Linked DNA regions of Canis lupus: region 2 is linked to region 1. Evidence: chromatin contacts called from public Hi-C data. All regions are on one chromosome and are shown on one strand. The core of a region is the stretch at or near the end of the contact, and the rest is flanking DNA. Distances in the headings are between cores, read along the strand shown. Region 1 holds the start of SERINC3 (serine incorporator 3). Region 2 overlaps PKIG (cAMP-dependent protein kinase inhibitor gamma).

Region 1 (7,030 bases), core at 2,143-4,642:
TGTAATTGCAACAGCCATGGGAAAATGGGAAAATGATCACCCAGCTTCAGTCTCCAATTCTTAACTACAGTCTGGGCCAAAAGACCATATAGAGGTCAATAGCTGGCTGCAGACAGAAACAGAAGTTTTACAGCCAAAAACAATGACACTAATTGCTTCATGTTTATTTTATCTGCATTCTCACACTCTTGACTCTCTTTAGCTACTTATTTTCTGCCCTATTAAATAACCTCATAATAATTGCCTAGTGTTTGTTATGGGCTGAACTGTGTCCCCTTACCCCCACAAACTCATATATTGAAATCCTATTTCCCAGTACCTGAAAGTGTGACCTTATTCGGAAATAAAATCATTGCAGATGTAATTAGCTAAAATGATGTTATAGTGGAGAAGAGTGAGCACCTAATTAAACATGACTGGTATCATAAAAAGGAGAAATTTGGGCAGAAACATGAAGCACAGGGAAAACACCAAGTGAAGACAAAAGCAGAGATCTACGAGCCAAGGAATATTAAAGACTGCTAGCAAACCACCAGTAGCTGGGGAAGAAGCATGGAATAGATTCTCCTTCACCACTCTCAGGAGCCAACCCTGCTGACACCTTCAACTTGGGACTGCTAGCCTCCAGAAACTGAGACAAGTTTCTGTTGCTTAAACAACCCAGTTTGTGGTTTGGGTTTTTGTTTTTTTTTTTATTTAGCCCTAGAAACCTTATACCCACTAACTTGTTTTTAAACATCATGAAAATATAAGTGCTTTTAAGAAGGGCCACCTACTGTTGTGTCTCTTGTACCTTTAAAGTAGGCACTCAATCTGTATAACTGACCTACTACGTTAAGTCACTTCCCTATCTCAGTAAATGACAACTCTATTCTTCTGTTACTCAGGCCAAAAACCCTGGAGTCATCCTTGATGTTTTAGTTTTCCAAAACCCTCGTCCAATCTGTCAGCACATTAGCTTTATCCTCAAAATATATCCAGAATCTGGGGCACCCGGCTGGCTCAGTTGGTAGAGCAGGGACTCTTGATCTCAAGATTGTGAGTTCAAGCCTCAGGTGGGTATGGAGCCTACTTAATTTTTAAATATATAAATCAAATAAATAAATATATCCAGAATCTGACTACTTTCTTAGCATCCTTAGCTATCATGTTGGTCCAAGCCACTACTATCATCTTTCACCCGGATAAAATGCGATGGCTCCAATTTCACTGCAGTAGCCACCCGATCAGAACCCAGAGTTGGTATGAAGATTATTTTAAGATGAAGACACTTGAAATTCAACAGATATAGTGAAGAAAAGGTTCTTGGAGCTTTCCTCATCTGACTAAAAGCAGCAACCTCTGGGATAGAAGGCTGCCATAAATTCCCTCTTCAAGGGAGTTTTATGGCCATCAAGAAGGCAAAAGCCCTTTGCACCTACATAAACAAGTATTACCACAAACTTTCTCATCTCCTGTTTGTTCTCCTAAAAACCCATTTGTCTTTCCTAAAGAAATCTATTTGTTCTTCCTATAGAAGCTCTTTTCTTTTCCCCTATTAAGTAAGGTATACAATAAGCCCTAATTTCTAACCATCCCTTTGAGTTATTCATCACTGAACGATGAATAACATCCTGTGTGTGTGTTGCATGTGTACATAGTGCTTTTTTTCTCTCGCTAATCTTTCAGTACTTTAATTTGCAGGCCCCCAACCACCAACCCCATAGAGGATGCAAGCAAAGTTCTTCCTCCTCTACACTGGTTTACCCTTTCTTTTCCACAATCTGTTCTCCAACACAGGTCAGATCACATCATTTCTCTTTTCTACAATGGATCCGCATATCACTTGAGTTAAAGTCCTTAAATTGGCCTGTTAAGACCACACAGCAGGTATCCACATGATTTGGCTCGCTGCTACTTTTCCGACCTCATTTCCCATTATTCCTTCCCTCCCTCATTCCATTCTCTGGTACACTGCACTCCTTGCTATTCCTGCTGAACAAGAGATTAATAAAATAGAAAAGCAGTTTACAGATAGAAATGCTTCGATGGCATTAATTCAAATATTAGTTTTACATCAAAGGCAAAATGCGTTTCAGGTTATTAGGATGAGCAAGACATCTTTGTTTCAATTTACAAATTTACTCAGTTACCCTAACTATATATTTCTTCTAAATCTACTTTGCAAGTAGTCTGACCCACTACTAGGTTGTAAAATTCAATTTACCGGGATTTATTCTGTGATAGAAAAATTGTACAGCAGATGCTAAAGGTAAAAATGATCTCACAAAACTGGCGTATTAAGTAAACTATGTAAAATCTATTTTTTTTTTTTCAATTTCGGGTCAAGGTCAAAAAATTGGAAAGCCACTGCTCTCAAGGAACCTGTAAATGACCAAACGCCCTTTCGATTTGGGGCCAACAAGCTTCAAGAACGGAAAATACACTTTGTCCCTAAGAAGTGGTAGTGCAATGAGCTGAGATCGAGTCTTTGGTCAAGGAACATCAGCTGGGAAGTAATGAAACATATAAGTGATTTTAAAAAATCCTACTCCCCGGGAGGGAGTACGTGAGGAAACTCACCATATTCTCTTCCACAGATCCTAAAATTTCCTTGCAAAATATGGCGTTTACAGTCTACCGAGCGATTCCACCCATTTATTCACTCTATCCTCACAGCAGCTCTCAGGGCGATGAATGCTGGGGTGATTATCCCCATATTACGGGAAGGGCCACGGTCTTCTTCTGTTCCTTTGCACAACTGCAAACTGGCCTCGGTTAAAATCCCAGCTCCGCCACACACTCAGTAGCCCGGGGAAATCCGCGCTATGCGATAACGATATCCCGTAAGCCACCCCAAATTAAACGACGCCACTTGAAGAAGGCCCCGGGAGATGAAGCAGAGCGCCCTCGCCCCGGAACTCTCATTCCGCGGTCCGGGTTCCAGCGCCCGAGGAACCCAGAGGCCGGAAACCCCGCGGGGGCGGGGCAATCGAAATTGTAAACAATGACGGCCTGGCCTCCTACGTTCCCCCCACAAACCCGGAAGGCGAGCCGCCCGATCCCGACCCGGGGGCGGGGAGCAGCGGGCATCACGGATTTGGGTCTGCGCCCCCGGATACGCTCTGCAGCCCAGGGCCCGTCCCCACAAGCCCCCAGCCGAGGCCCGATCGGGTCAGAGCTTGGGACGCCCTATCGCCCTCCCCAAAACGACACGTCCCGCAGAGACACCAGACCCCGAACTCACCCAGCTGGCTAGAGAGAAGACGCCCAGCACAGCCCCCATGGTGACGCTGCTGATGCCGGCGGCCGCCGGGGAGGCTTCTAGCGCGGTGGTAACTGCCAGTCGAGGCGTCGCCTCAGAAACGCGGCGTTTTCTCAGGCCGGAAACGCGCGGGTGGCGTCATTGCGTGGCCCCGCCCACCGCCCTCGGCCGCCGCTGCCGAGAGAGCCTCTGTCATTGGTAGAGGGGGAAGGCGGGGCTAAATCAGCGTCGCGCAGAGGGAGAAGGTGGAGCCAAATCGACCCGGCGCTAAGAGGGAGGCGGAGCCAAACCGTCCCAGAGGGGAGGGAGGAGGCGGGGCTAATGTGGCCGGCGGGGGGAGGAGGCGGGGCTAATGTGGCCGGCGGGGGGAGGAGGCGGGGCTAATGTGGCCGGCGGGGGGAGGAGGCGGGGCTAATGTGGCCGGCGGGGGGAGGAGGCGGGGCTAATGTGGCCGGCGTGGGGAGGAGGCGGGGCTAATGTGGCAGGCGGGGGGGAGGAGGCGGGGCTAATGTGGCCGGCGGGGGAGGAGGCGGGGCTAATGTGGCCGGCGGGGGGAGGAGGCGGGGCTAATGTGGCCGGCGTGGGGAGGAGGCGGGGCTAATGTGGCCGGCTGGGGGGGAGGAGGCGGGGCTAACGTGGGGGGCTGGGGGGCGGGAGGCGGGGCTAATGCGGCCGGCTCGGGGAGGAGGCGGGGCTAATGTGGCCGGCTGGGGGAGGAGGCGGGGCTAATGTGGCCGGCTGGGGTGGGGGTTGGAGGCGAGGCTAGACCGGCTCGGGGGGAGGAGGCGGGGCTAATGTGGCCGGCTGGGGGGGAGGAGGCGGGGCTAATGTGGCCGGCTCGGGGAGGAGGCGGGGCTAATGTGGCCGGCTCGGGGAGGAGGCGGGGCTAATGCGGCCGGCTCGGGGAGGAGGCGGGGCTAATGCGGCCGGCTCGGGGAGGAGGCGGGGCTAATGTGGCCGGCTCGGGGGAGGAGGCGGGGCTAGGCCTGCTCGGGGGGCGTGGAGGAGGCGGGGCTAATGTGGCCGGCGGGGTGGGGGGGGAGGAGGCGGGGCTAACCCGGTCTCGCGCGGAGGAAGGAGGCTGGTCTCAGCAGGCTTGGAGAATGGGGCGAAAGCGACCCACAGCTGCAGGAGCTGTGAAGGCTTTATTCCTTCACTTCACCTGCATTTACTGGGAACCCATTATATGTCGAGATCGGAGGTACAGAAGTGCACAGAAATGTATGAAAAGAGTCTGAACATACATGCACCACGACACATTGTGATGAGTACCCTAAAGTAGTACGAGGGAGTACTCTTCAATAAAAGTTTAATGCTTACGATGTGAGGGGAAAGTAATGTAGTTGGGGGGGGGGGGTGCTAGTCCCAGAAGGGTGTTCTGAGACGTTTATATTTAATCTGAGAACTGAAAGACCAGTTTCAAGCTGCGAAGGATGGGCGTTGTTTCTGAAAATGTGAGGTGTAGACGCCACTCAGGGTACGTGAAAGGGCCTCGCGGTGCATGAACACGTTAGGCAGAGAAAAGTCCTGCTTCAAACCTAAGAGAGTTTGACACCAGTACTTAGTTAACGTGTTTCTAACCTTTGCTTATCTCCCTTTTTGACAGGGCGAGGGCTTCATTTTCCAAATCTCTCCAGAAGGTAAGCCCATCTTAAACAACATTGTTTTGTCTTAGGGTTTTTGTGTGTGCTTGCAGAAATTCTTTCATTTCTACCAAGCGGTGTTGCTGAACCCCAAGGTGGGCTGTCCGTTGCACTCCAGGCCAATAGCAAGAGACTGAGTTTTGCTTGGAAAGGAATAAGGAGCTTTATTCAAAAGGCTGGCCACCTGGAGAGAAGGCACACTATTTTTTTTTTTTAAATTTTATTTATTCATTCATGAGAGACACAGAGAGAGGCAGAGACATAGGCAGAGGGAGAAGCAGACTCCCGGTGGGGAGCCCTATGTGGGACTCCATCCCAGGGCCCCGGGGTCACGACCTGAGCCCAAGGCAGGCTCTCAACCAAGAGCCACCCAGGGGGAGTGCTGAGAAGGCACACTCTTGTCCGAAGGCCAGCTCTGAGGTTTCTGCCTGACTCAGGGATTTAGAAAGGGGTTTAGGGCAGTTAACCAGTAAAGGGAATGCAGTGGCCCTAACACATGCCAGCTTTACCAACATTATCACAGGGCTGGAAGGTTGTGCAAGGGGGCCTGGTTCCTTAGTGCCTGGGGTTTGTGCAAGGGGGTCTGGTTTCTGTTTTGTGAGGTGCAGAAGTGCTATGTTATTTCTAGGAAAGAATGCACAATCTATAGATACACAAAGAAAGGTTAGTTCATCAGTCTTTGGGCTCTGAGTGTTTCTGAAGTTTAGATTATGAGGTTGGCCTGAGGGGCCAAGGCGGCTTCAGCGACGCTGGTTTTCCATTTAAGAAGTGATGTAAATTTCACTCTGGAAATTTAAGTAAAAACTGAAGGTCTATTTAAAGAAAAAATTTTGAGAAATGATTCACATAGATACATAAAAGTGCAGGTGGTATGCAGATATGGCAACAGTAATGAGTGTTGTACAGAGAACGAAGAAGGGAACATTTATCTCGGAATATAAGAACCTCTAGAGTTTGGAATCCTAGAATATTAAGATTAGAAGAAGCTTAGAAATATATTTCAATCTGTTTTTTTTTTTTTTTTTACAGAAATGGAAAAAGGCTCATAGTGAAATGGTTTACCCCAGGCCACAGAAAGGGCTGATGGCAGTGGAAGGAGAATTATTCAAACTTTCCCAATTCCCACCTGAGCCCTTCACCCCAGCCCCATAACCCCTACCACTGAATACCTGCCCAAGGCAGGTTGCTTCTCCATCACGGAAAGTAACCCTTCCAAGTAACCCTTAAAATTCTTATGTCTTCCTATTTGGGTACTGCTGGACTGGGCTGAAGAAAGCTAAGACTACGATAAAGTCCACAATCAAATCCCATCAGGAGCATACCTGTACTCAAAAAAGAATCAGATTTATTTATCTTGTTCAGCAAGGGAGAATTCACATCAGAGAAAACATGAGGTACCTTGCTAAGAGGGAATTGGTAAGGGCTTATTGTAGGATTTGGGTTTGTGGTGGGTAACTAGAAGGAGGGTTTAAGCAAGTGGGGAACAGTTTTGAATTGGATTACAGTCGCAGGGGCAATTCAATGGTTAAGTATCTTATTAATAATTTTACCCAGGAGGTGGGAGGATTGAAGTGGGCCAGAATTATTATTGAGAAGGAAGCAGGACTTACTCATGTTAGGAGGAAATTGTCATTATTTGTGGTTCCACAGTGGCCTTGTCCTTGCCTTGTTCCAACTACAAAGTGGCCTTGTCTGAGATTTGTTTATCTTCCTTGAGCGCTATATATGTTCAGTAAGGAACATTGGGTCTGATAAAGTTTCATTTTCTCATCTGCCCAACTGTGGGATCCTGCCCATCTCTCAGTGTTTCTCACTCCAAGTGGTCGAGTGTACCTCCTCTAGGTGGCAAAAGTGGGGAAGCAGATCATCTGCTCCAATTTCCCACTTCATGCAGAAACCTCTCAGCAGCATCTCCTCTGGGTGAGGAGCCCCCTGCCAACCAACGCAGCCCCTCCTATCTTTACAAGTTGATTGTCAAAACTGGGTTGTTTTTTCCCTTGTAAGGGAGGAAATTTTTCTCTACCCCCTAGGTTCAGAGATGGGACAGGGGAGGCCTGGAGACTTTTTTTTTTTTTAATTTAAATTCAATTAATTAACATATAGTATATTATTAGTTTCAGAGGTAGAGTTCAGTGATTCATCA
Region 2 (7,030 bases), core at 1,947-4,446, 94 kb after region 1:
TCTACAGCAGAGACAGCAGTATACCATACAGTCAATGAAAAAAAGAAGAAAAAAGTTTTAGCTATAAAGAATTTTGGATTTCTCACATTTTGATTGGTAATCAGTGCTGTGGCTTCAGGGTGATCTGGAATTGTTTCCAGGATACATTTTTAAATTAAAAAAGCAAGATAAAAAACAACTTTTGAGGTTTGGGTTTTTGTTTTTGTTTTTTAATTTTTTAAGCTTTATGTTACATGTTATACTTTTCAGAGTATTTTCACATGGGTATGACGTGCATTTTAAAATCTCTTCCATGGTACTGACTTCAATATGAAGTCTGAACTTAGTTTTAATTTGAATTTGTAACTATATTTGAGATTTAAGTGAAAGATGAAACCAGGAAGCCTTTGATGTGGTCCCAATAGTTTTTGTTTTTGTTTCTCTTGCCTTAAGAAAGAAACATGCCTAGAAAAATGTCACTTGTGGTTAGTGTTAAAGAGATTACTGCCTGTTTTCTTCTAGGAGTTTCATGATTTTATTTTATTTTATTTTATTTTTTTTTTTTAATTTTTTTTTTTTTAATTTTTTTATTTATTTATGATAGTCACACACACAGAGAGAGAGAGATTGGCAGAGACATAGGCAGAGGGAGAAGCAGGCTCCATGCACCAGGAGCCCGACGTGGGATTCGATCCCGGGTCTCCAGGATCGCGCCCTGGGCCAAAGGCAGGCGCCAAACCGCTGCGCCACCCAGGGATCCCGAGTTTCATGATTTTAGATCACACATTTAGGTTTTTAATCCATCTTGAGTTTATTTTGATGTATAAGAAAGTAGCCCAGTTTTCCCAGCATTTTATTGAAGAGACTGTTTTCCCCAGTGTATATTCTTGCCTTCTTTGTTGTAGATTAATTGACCATGTGAGCATGGGTTTATTCTCGGCTCATTATTCTGTTCCATTAGGATCTAGGTGTCTGTTTTATGTGTCAGTACCATACTGTTTTGATACTACAGCTTTGTTGTCTATCTTGAAGTGTGACACCTCCAGCTTTGTTCTTATTTCTCAAGATCGCTTTGGCTATTTGGGGCCTTTTATTGGTTCCTTATAAATTTTAGTATTATTTCTTACAGTTCTGTGAAAAATGCTGTTGGTATTTTGATAGAGATTCCATTGAAGCTATAGATTGCTTTGGGTAGTATGGAATTTTAACAATTAACAATAACAATTTAATTATTCCATTAATGGAAGGAAATACCTTTCCATTTGTTTGTGTCATCTTCAGTTTCTTTCATTAATATTTTACAGTTTTCAGTACGAGTCTTTCACTGCTTGGCTGTTCCTAAGGATTTTATTCTTTTTGATGCATGTTCTTTTTGAGTTTTATATTATATGCACACATACTCAAAAATGAAATAATTTAAAAATAAAGTGAATGTTTTCACTATGAAGAATACAGAAAAATTTTTAATTGTAATTTAAATTTGTGATGCTATCATTGATATTTTTCTCTATTTAACAGTTGTGAACATTTTCCCAGGTCTTTTAAAAATATTCAGAAACATGGGGCACCTGGGTGGCTCAGTCAGTTAAGCGGCTCAGTCAGTTAAGCGTCCAAATCTTGATTTCAGCTCAGGTCGTGATCTCAGGGTCTTGGGACTGAACCTCACCTCAGGCTCCACACTCAGCAGAGAGAAGCCTGCCTAAGATTTTCTCTCTTTCTCTCTAAAATAAAATAATAAAATAAATAAAATAAAAATCACAAATGTTTTAATGCCTGAAGTATACTTCATTTGGCTGTAAATTAGTTAGATATGTATATATTTCTCTGTTTTCCATATAGGAGCTCATTTTGATATCTTAGTTTTTGACTATTGTAAGTAATATGAATATCTTTGTACATTTATCCTCATGCACAACTTGGATTCTTAGAATCAATTATTATGAACTGAGCTGCTCAAGGATATGAAAAAAGTTGAAGTTTCTTAATGCATCTGAGCAAATCACTCCCCAGAGAGGCTCTGGCAGTTTATACTGTCATTAGCAGTCTGATAATGACCATTTTCTGACGCAGTTTCCAACTCTAAGGATTCATTTCCCCATTGCTGTTGACTTTAAAGAACAGAGAGCAAACATTCAAGTGTTGAAGATAAATGAAATTGTGTGCTTGTGCTGCGGATCAGGGGGCTCCCCAGACTAAATCCTAAGACAGCTTTAGAATCCCTCTTCCCCAAGAGGATGAGGATGGGGCAGAGGCAGCCAGAGCACGCTGGGTGCATTGGTGTTTTCTAGGATTGGGCTTTGCACTTGGCACATTTCCCTCTCTGAGCTAGGAGGATCAGCTCTTTGCACAGGGTAACTTTGTTAGGCAAGGGCAGGAGCCAAAGCCCTAGGGTGTCTCTTCCAATGGGAAGCTGACCTTTTAGATGGAGCTTATAACTCCATCCCACAGTGTCAGACCCTAGAGATAATGGACAAGAATATCAGTAGTCTACAATGGACAGAGACCTTTCCTGGCAGCACTTGGGAGTCGCCACAGATAAGGAAAGAGAGATGGAGGGAAGATAGTAAGTAGACAGAAATTTGAGAACTATTTATTGAGCACATAGTCTTTGCCTGGCACTGGTCGAGAATCTAAGGATGCAGCAGCCAGAGTGTGTTGGCTCTGCTGCCTGGATTAGGCCTTTTGGTCTGGCATGGTGAAATCCCTGTTCTATGGAACCAACATCCTAGTTGGAAAGAAGTTGAGGAGACAGAGCTTGGGGAGGTGGTGTGGCCTTCCCAGGGCCTGTCCCTTGTGCTTGGCAGCAGATGTAACACAGAGGATGAGCCTGGGCCCAGGAGCCAGATAGATCCCCCTACCACCTTTCTGAGTCATGGTTATAAGCTCACCTCGATGACCTCAGAAGGCTATTGTGGCAATTTAGTAAGGGAGGTACAGAAAGTATAGAATGATTTGGTAACTGTTACCTTTATTATTACTATTAGAATTGTCAGAAATTTTATTGTTATTACTGTTACTGCAACAGGCCAGTCCCCTGTTCTGAAGCTTTGAGCCATTTCCCAAGAGGGAGAGTGCAGAAGTAAAACTTCTGTGACCTGCAGAAGGAACCACATCTGGGACTTCAGAGAGTTTGTTGTTTTGTTTTTTGCTGAGAAGACCAAGCACTGGGGCAACTTCTTTCTCTCAAGGCAGCCAAGAAAAGTAGTCTGAGCACACCCTCTATTGGAGCTTGGGGGGATTGCCTTAGACAAGCCCTGCCTTTATTTTACAGATGGGGTAACAGAGGCCCAGAGAGGGGCAGAGCATTCTCATAGTGCCCATGCTATATTCTGTAGTTGTGTCTTCTGAACTAGATGTTGTGGGGAGATGTGGGGCCAGCCCTCCATACTGGCAGCCCAGCCCGTCCTTCCACGCTCACTCCCTCTCCACACTTACTAAGCCCCCTACACCAGGCACCTTCTGCCAGTGTCAGTCACCTAATGAAAGCATCATGCGATTGGGCTGATAAGAACTTCCACCATTACAGAAATAGTCTTAGAAGTAAAAGTTCCCCTTAGTTACAAAGAACCACACTTGACAAAGTTTTTTTCCTCATATCTGCTCTTTCCCTACAGAAACTAGTTTCTATCTTAGGTGTTGTTTTGCAATTAACAGTTTATCTCAGAAACCTTGCTATATCAGTACAGGTCCATCTGGTGTTATTTGAATGCCTTCAGAAAATCAGAGGTGCTCAGTGAGAAATGTTCATGTCCCTCTAGCAGATGAACATTTTTTATATAATCGCAATACTGATCGTTGGCAAGGGTGCAGATAAATGGACAATCTTATGTGTCGCAAATGGGAATATAAATAGGAATAGTGCAGAATTTAAAAGTTTTTTCTCTCCTTATTTTTTGTCATCGTAAGTACCTATACTATTCACAAAGGCAGCTTGGCAATGTGTCTAAACAATGTGCTTAAAAATCATCTCATCCTTCTCTTTAGCCCAGCAATTCTGCTTCTAGAGATGTACTCTAAGAAAATAACTAGAGCTAGGCATAGAGCTTTACATAAAGATCTTGTACTGTCTATAATGGTAGAAAATTGGAAACACCTCTATGTTCATTTCTAGAGGACTGATCAAATCTTGGTACATCCAAGTACGTGTGTACAAAACTCATCTAGAGGGAATCTTAATGACATGTTCTAGAATATTCTACGGAGGAGGCTATAAAATACAGTATAATCCCCGATGTTTTCTTTTTTTTTTTAAAGATTGAGAGCATGACCCAGCCACCCAGGCGCCCCGTCCCCAGTGTTTTCAAATATATATGGCTCTTCTTTATATATGTGGTTTTCTTCTCTCTGTAGGCTGTATTATCAACCAATAGAGCTCTTAATCATCTCTGTAGCAGTAACTTCTAATTTCCTTTCTTCCCCATACCATTCCCCATCTCTCTGTGAGTTCTAGCCCGTTAACTCCAAGCACCTACTCTGCATCTCCCCCTACAGGGCTCACAAGCATCTCCAAGTTGGTTTGGTCAAATAGAACTCTTAATCTTCACCTCACCATCATGCCCCAAAATTTTCCTCTGCTGTTCATCTTAGTAAACTACACTTCAGCTTAGTTGGATCAGAAAGCTCACTTCCCCACCAGTCAGATACCAGGTCCTATTGATTTAACCTCCAAGGTAATCTAGAATCTGCACCACTACCTCCTCCTTCCTCCACTAACCATCTTCTTACACCTGACCTTCAGGAGCCCACAACTTGCCCACTTCTGGGCCCTGCTCAACCCAGGTGCCAGAGTCATCTTTGAAAGTGCAGATATGATCTTTCGTGACCTTTACAGATGTGATCTGGCCCCTTCCTATCTCAGCAGCATCCTTGGTGTCCCTGCCCCCTCGGTCAGCATATCCAGCCCATGGCTCTTTTGGTTCTTGCATCCCACAATACCCTTCACTCTCCTTAGCCTTCGTAGATGCTCTTCCCCTCAACTCCTTGTCTAGATAACAAGTCTTCTTGGAGCTCATCTAAAATGTTGCTTTCTGATCCCCAGCCTTGGTCAGACCCAGGTAAGTCACTCCAGTACCTTGCCTTCCTCCTGGAATCCCTGAGCACTGGTAGTCCCTTGGGTGATTTAGGCAATTTGTTATGGCCCCCAGAAGACTGCTGGCTCCTTGAGGACTGAGACTGGCAGATATGTTCACGGCTGCATCTACAGCACATAGCCAATACTAGATATTTATCAATAACTTTAGAGGAAAGACAAAGGATGTTTTTTAAACTGTTGATAGTAGTTTCTTGGCTGTGAAATTATGGGTGATTTATTTTGTTCTTCATACTCTTCTGCGTTTTGTCTTCATTGATCAAAGCAAAAACTATCGTTTTGTCAAAAGACATCCATGCTGGGAGCCAAAGTGGAGTCTTTGCTTTGGGATGCACTTGGCCTCACCTGTCCCTCTGCCCCTGTTCCCACAGGTCTGAGGAGCAATGCGATAGGCATGATGGAGGTTGAGTCCTCCTACTCAGATTTCATTTCCTGTGACCGGACAGGCCGTCGAAACGCGGTCCCTGACATCCAGGGGGATTCCGAGGCTGTGAGCGTGAGGAAGCTGGCTGGAGACATGGGCGAGCTGACACTTGAGGGAGCAGGTCAGAATGCATGGGTCTTCATTCTTGCTCACGAGTCCCTCTTCCGGGCTCTGGGGCTGCCCTTCAAGTCCTAGACTGCTCACTTTAAATCAGGCCCCAGTCTCATGGTCAATGGCCAAGAGGCTAACCAGTTTCTAGGCTGGAGGGCACCAGTGTCTCAGGCCCTGAGAACTCTCTGGCCAGGCATCCTGGGCCCCTCCCTTTCCTCCCCACCACCTCCATCCACAGGTACTGCCAGTTCCCTTCCCAGACACATCCCAGGTCCCTCTACCCTCAGCACCCAGAACCCCGACCTGGCTCACTCATGGCCCACACACTTGGCCTCCCTGCACCACTCCCCACCAGCTAGCCAGCTTCCAGCAGGCTTCTTCAAACCATCCTGTCCTATCATGCCTCTACCCCAAGCCCCCTGTCACACTCATATTGAAGCAGGAGTTGTCACAGCACCCTACGGTGTGACCAAGCCCTGCCCTCCTCTCAGATCTAACTGGGGGGCTCTCTACCCTCACCCCATTCCCACCATTGGTCTGTCAAGGCACAGGCATGCCCTCCCCAGAGCCATCTGTGTCATGGTTTCCTCTGCTGAAACCTTCCCACCTGTCCTATGGCTGAATTCCTACTAGGTGCTCAGAGGGGCCTGCCCTGACACTGATTGAATGACAAGATTTCATGAGTTTGAATGTGAGCTCCAGGAGAGCAGCTGTTTGGAAGCCACAGGCTGCCTGAACAAATGGGGGAAATAGCAGCCAGCAACCCCCATAGTTCCTGGGGCATCTGTTCTTCCCTTCCTGTCCTAGTGGACCTCCTCTGCTCAGTGCACTGGTCAGCCCTGGGACTTTGCTCTAGGCAGCCTTCCCTGACCCTCCTGCACTGGGTAGAGCCCTCTCCTCCCTGTCCCCATAGCTCCTCAGGGGTGACGTCTGTGTCACTTCTCACAGCAGACTGCAACTATAGGATTCCATGTGTCTCCCACAGAGCTGTCCTGGAGGGCCACTGTCTAATCCTGCACCCCAACCCCAATGTAGTCTCCAATCTAGAGCCCTTGGTGCTTATTGGCCAGAACTAAGTATAGAGTACACTGTGGAGAAATGGACTCAACCCACTACTGTTATAGATGGACCAACAGGCCCAAGAGGCTGGGTGGCTTGCTCAGGATCACCAGTAAGTTAACACAGAACAGCACCCTGCCGAAGGAAGCACACCCCATACCCCTTCCCTTTTCCAGTGATAATGTCAACCCTCCCTGTCCTGTGGCCTGTACCCCTCATGGCTTACCTCAGCCTGCTGCCTCTGACCCAGCCAGAGGAGAACACATGTGTTTCTCAACCCCTGTGGACCTTAACACACTGCTTCCTCGGGCTGGTTCTTCCTGCCCTCCCCTCGCCTGGCTCACCTCTCTCATTCTTAGAGACCAGAC

The links. Hi-C and Micro-C count contacts between places; a contact is called where the count stands out from the background.
Region 2: a Hi-C map of skin fibroblasts shows a contact between it and region 1, with 2.2 times the contacts expected there. The contact joins the enhancer-like site here to the promoter of SERINC3 in region 1. A contact is called at or near these places in 3 of 9 Hi-C or Micro-C datasets (amygdala, blood and skin fibroblasts).

Annotation. Positions count from the first base shown.
Region 1 is chr24:32,603,192-32,610,221 of UU_Cfam_GSD_1.0, forward strand. SERINC3 (serine incorporator 3) reads right to left here and starts at 3,393. Exons shown (of 10, transcript XM_038572401.1): 1 at 3,227-3,393. The coding sequence starts at 3,265. PKIG (cAMP-dependent protein kinase inhibitor gamma) reads left to right here and starts at 4,305. Exons shown (of 5, transcript XM_038572412.1): 1 at 4,305-4,445; 2 at 4,851-4,884. The coding sequence starts at 4,348.
Region 2 is chr24:32,697,850-32,704,879 of UU_Cfam_GSD_1.0, forward strand. PKIG (cAMP-dependent protein kinase inhibitor gamma) reads left to right here. Exons shown (of 5, transcript XM_038572412.1): 5 at 5,440-5,462. Among named protein-coding and RNA genes, the nearest start is that of ADA, 38 kb to the right of the region's middle. Within about 2 kb of position 3,197, at least 3 of the 20 cell types and tissues checked have an H3K27ac peak or open chromatin away from gene starts, as enhancers often do. A contact at or near this core is called in blood, where this site is marked.